Regions from separate parts of the Arachis hypogaea genome. Here region 2 is linked to region 1. A link is a contact called in public Hi-C data. All regions are on one chromosome and are shown on one strand. The core of a region is the stretch at or near the end of the contact, and the rest is flanking DNA. Distances in the headings are between cores, read along the strand shown. Region 1 holds the start of LOC112703019. Region 2 holds the start of LOC140174355.

What was found. Hi-C and Micro-C count contacts between places; a contact is called where the count stands out from the background.
Region 2: a Hi-C map of leaf shows a contact between it and region 1, with 4 times the contacts expected there. The contact joins the promoter of LOC140174355 here to the promoter of LOC112703019 in region 1. A contact is called at or near these places in 2 of 8 Hi-C or Micro-C datasets (both in leaf).

Annotation. Positions count from the first base shown.
Region 1 is chr7:48,429,250-48,431,834 of arahy.Tifrunner.gnm2.J5K5, forward strand. It overlaps LOC112703019, which reads right to left and starts at 1,312. Exons shown (of 14, transcript XM_072199463.1): 1 at 928-1,312. It overlaps LOC140174483 (a long non-coding RNA gene), which reads left to right and starts at 1,054. Exons shown (of 2, transcript XR_011863996.1): 1 at 1,054-1,516.
Region 2 is chr7:48,629,107-48,631,691 of arahy.Tifrunner.gnm2.J5K5, forward strand. It overlaps LOC140174355, which reads left to right and starts at 1,286. Exons shown (of 1, transcript XM_072198800.1): 1 at 1,286-2,254. The coding sequence starts at 1,286. The coding sequence ends at 2,254. LOC140174356 reads left to right here and starts at 2,255. Exons shown (of 1, transcript XM_072198802.1): 1 at 2,255-2,585. The coding sequence starts at 2,255.

The DNA.
Region 1 (2,585 bases), core at 62-2,561:
TCCCAGAAGCTTAAAGGTACATAAATGGTTATATTTCAATCAATGTATAACATCATATTGTTTGTTAAGGAACCTTCCTACTCAAATGAATGAAGAAAAGAACCCTAACACAGTAACAGTTGAGCCTCTATCACATTGAAGACTTAGTAAAGAAAATCAATGAACTGTAACAAGCTATAATGTTCCAAATGCAGTCGAAAAAATCCAAGCTATAATCTGGCAACATAATAAGCATCCAACAAAAAGAAGGTAGGGCTTGTAAGCACAAGAACAAAACAGATGTACAAAACTGCCAAATGCCATACAAAACTAGAGTCTATAGAAGATGCTTATATCTATCTTCAGACAGATGTACATTATGACAATAAACACAGCATATTTGAAATATTAACAAGAAGATAACAAATTTGTATCCGGGGTCCCAATCATACCCCTCTCCCTCTGCCCCACCAAAAGAAACAGAAGGAAGTTTCTTGTAATAGAGCCAAATCACAGCATTTTTGTACCAAGTTTCTCACTTTCTCTTTCCAAACTCAAATTCCTTATATTGCCACACTTTCCCCAAACTTACTCCATCAATTAAATACACCACCTTGCAGATTAAGTTAAAAAGCATCATATCTACCAGGGTTAGAAACAGATCATATCACATATTACCCCAAAAAAAATTGCTTTACCTAGAAAGCAATTCCAACAACCGCCACTGAAAATGAAATCATACTTTCAAATTTCAAAACATAGTCACAACTCATAAAGCACTGAAAGAAAACCAAGTTGCAGGAAATTCAAATTTTGCAAAACATCAATCACATGAAACACAAAATCCGACACATGCAGAGAAGAAACAGAAGGTGGGAGAGATATTTCTAAATCAGAAAACTAAATTGATGATGAGATGATGGAGTTTATGATTTGATAACTACTTACCGAAAGAGAGAAAACGTGAAGGTCAAGCAAAGCAAAGCACCACATCAAAGACGCGCTTCCATAGTGATAAAACTCACCGTCAGAAAACCAAGTTGGATATAAAGGCTCAGAGAAAAAACAAAACACAAGAAACCAAAGATAATAACAAATATATCACTTTTTTTTCTAAATCACATGGTCACAATTTTCAAGGGGATATCTTTCTATGACATATCCGACATCATCCACCACAGCATATCTATCCTCACAGGCTCACAGCACGTAACTGGAATTTAAAAAAACATTAAATAAATATCTTTTTTTCTGTTTTTGGAAGATAAAAACTATATAATATGGCTGTCACTATTGAAAATTCAAGTTTGTCGTTGGCTCTCTTCTTCTTTCTGGTTGCGTTATTGAGTCGTTTGGGCGGTTGAGTGCAGAAGTAGTGTGCTTTTCTGATCAGTGATCAGTTGGTGGGAACCAAATTGTGTTCCAAAGATTGTGGAATGACAAAAATGTCCCTTAGTGGGAAGCGGCTGCTATGGCGTCATCAGCATCAACGGCCACGTTGTGGCATGAAGGGACAGCTGCCCTTTTACATGATAAGGTACTTCTTGCCCAATTGGAAATTGGAAAGTAGAAATAAAAATTAAAAATTAGAAATTAGAACTTACGATGCATTTAAGAAGCAATAACTTTATGAGATTGATATGAGATATTTTTGTATGAAATGCTATTAATTGATTTGCGATCATTTTACGGGATTTGTTACTTTACTTTTAAGAATACTATGATGATATAAATACATATAATCAACTTTGATTGTATTGGTCAAACAGCTATCTCATTTATATGTTTACATAAATGTCAAAACTTTGACTTTATTTTATATATATAATAATTTATTAATAAAAAATAAATTATCAAATAAAATTTTAATTTATGATAAATTAATTTTTAACTTTTCAAATTTAACGTTTCATAGGCAAACAAAACGTCATAAAAGTATAATTAAAGCTATAATATAATACAATAATAACTAAAGTAAGACTGAAATTATAATTTTAATTATCTTACTAAATTAATGTATTATTTGTAAGAATGGTAACTTAAAGGTAAAAAAAATATATATATTAAATTAATAAATAACATAATATGTATTATTTTTTTATAAAACAAATATTAAAATATTAATTCAAATATCATAATTAATTTTTTATTAATCTATTTTATTCAATACACTAGACATAATATATACAATGTCAAATTAAATCATTAAACAACACTTTAACATTATTTAATTTAAATATTTAAATGTTATCTTATTTATAAAACAGAAAGAATAAAGTTAGCTAAGAAACAAACAACTACAAAAAATAGTCTGAATGTTGTCCAAACAATACTTTTGGTTTGTTGTCATCAAATACTAATGGTATGAAATATGATTAGTGTTTTGGACAATGAGAAAATGACGTTATTAGCTAAACGGCTAAGTTATTAAAATTAATAAAGTCATTAACTCACGAAATTGTCAAATCATACATTAAATATAAATATTATTAAAGGCATTAAATATATAATGACAGTTATATTCGTATTTTTGTTGTGATTACGAGCTTATGAAATCAGGAGTTTGGAGATTCTAATTTGAGCGGACGTCAAAACTAAACTGAAAA
Region 2 (2,585 bases), core at 36-2,535, 200 kb after region 1:
TTAAAATAGTTCTTTCCTACTTTAATCTTATTTTTTTGACCAAATTACCTTGAACAAAAATAAAATTATAGAAAAAAAATCTTCCATGCTACCGTCTCAGACCAATCCAATTGTACATACTGCTCTACTCCTCTCACTTCTCTATCAAGCCACCCACTTCTATCATCAGCATCATTTATAATCACCTCTCATTTCATTCAATGTTTTCCTCCTTTTCATTGAAAAATGTTAAAAGTGCAGCCTCAATGTCTTCCTTCCACTAAATAAAACATATCTTTCTCCTTCTTTTGCAGTCTTGTCTGTTCAACACTAGAGTAATTTCTGCAAGCACCTCTCATGAACCATTCAACTATATCCTCAGGCATTGAAAAAACTCGAGTTGCAGTCTTTTTTCCTTGTAATTCTCCTTTCTGATCTTTCGAATTCATGTTATTCTCCTATTGGTGCTCCAACTCCACCATGCAGCCGCACCAAATACGCACCAAGACAGATATGTACTTAGTTATAGTCAGGGGCGCAGGTACATATAAAAAAAGGGGCAATGCCCCCCCCCCCCAAAATTTTAGTTTTATTTAAAAAAAAAAAAACTCTACTCCCCGTTTTCTTTATTTCCCAGCCCCCTCCCTTTTTATTTCATAATTTTTCCAGCTCTCTTGGCCCATTTTAATTTCTACAAATAGCCCAATAACTCATTCCCCATCCCCTTTTTTAATTTTCCAGTATATAACCAGTTTTCTTCCCATCCGGTCATCCCCTATTTTTATTTCCTAAATCTTAATTCCCAGCGCCAGTCTCTCTCTCTTCCCTTTCCCTCCTTCACTTTCCAAAATTTCAGGTAACAACTTTTCCTATTCTTCTTCTTTTTTATCTCTTTAATCTTCTTATCTTTTACCTCTTTGACTCTTATTTTTTTTATTTTTTGCAGATTAAAAAAAAAAGATAGTAGTTCAACAAGTGATTCTTCACTCCTCTTTCTCAAAAAAGGTTCTATTTTTATTCTTTTTTATATATTTAGTTATTTACTTAATTAGTTAATTTATTATTATTTGTTAATTAAGTTTATGTTATTATATGTTAGTATGTATATTTAGTTTTTTTTATTAGTTAATTATTTAATTACAATTTTATATTATTTGTACTAGGATGTTAGTATTATTGTTCTGAATTTTAATATTTTATTTTAAATTAAAATATAATTTTTATATTTTATAAAGATTTAGACTGTAATTTACACTTTTTGCTAAATATATTTTTAATTATAGGAACTTATTTGACCATTTGAATTATGAGTAAGTTCAAAACTATTGATACATTTTTTAAAAGAAAAGATCAAGAGAATGAAGATGCTTCTACTATTACTACTCCAATACTTGAGGGGTCATCAAATTTCATTACTTCAAGTTCTCTATTGAATAGCTCAAAGCGTCCACGACTTCTTCCAAATCAACTGGATGTTTTTCGTTTAGAAAGAGATCCTGGAATGCGACCAATAATTTGGAAGTTTCCTCCAAATAAAAGAGATGAAATCCGTCGGGCTTATATTAAAGTTGGGCCAAATCAACCAATTCTTGATAATTATCCATTTTCTGGTGATAAAAGTCATCGTCGCTTTCAAGCTTCATGGTTTAAATTGTTCCCATCTTGGTTAGAATATTCTATAGAAGATGATGCTATATATTGTTTTCCGTGCTTTCTTTTTGCTAAGGAACCTTCAATCAATACGGGTTCAAATGCTTTTATTGAGAATAGTTTCAGGAATTGGAAGAAAGTGAATAGTGGAAAAGAATGTGCTCTTTTGAATCACATTGGCAAAGGTCCCAACTCATTCCATCATAAGGCGCTGAAATCATGTGATGATTTGATGAAACAATCACAACATATCGACAGACTTCTTCATAAGCAAACATCAGAAGAGATTGAAAAGAATCGAATTCGACTAGGAGCATCTATAGATTGCATTAGATGGTTGACATTTCAAGGTTGTGCATACAGAGGACATGATGAAAGCCAAAGTTCAAGCAATAGAGGTAACTTTTTGGAAATGTTGAAATTTTTGGGATCTTACAATGAAAGAGTGAAAAAGAATGTTCTGGAAAATGCTCCAAAAAATGCTAAGTATACTTCAAATGATGTCCAAAAAGAAATTCTACATATTCTTGCTACTAAGGTGAGAAATTCAATTAGAGAAGAGATTGGAGATGCCAAATTTTGTATTATTGTTGATGAAGCTAGAGATGAATCTAAAAAGGAGTAAATGGCCATTGTTTTGAGATTTGTTGCTCTAGATGGTTTTGTTAAAGAGAGATTCTTTGATCTTGTGCATGTCACTGATACTTGTGCAACAACTTTAAAGAAAGAATTGATTTCTGTCCTTTCTCATTATAATCTCCAAGTTGAAAATATTAGGGGTCAAGGGTATGATGGTGCTAGCAACATGCGGGGTGAGTGGAATGGTTTGCAAGCTTTGTTTCTTAAAGATTCTCCACAAGCATACTATGTACATTGTTTTGTTCATAGGTTACAATTAGCATTGGTGGCAGCTTCAAGAGAGGTACTTCAAATTCATGAATTTTTTACTCAATTAA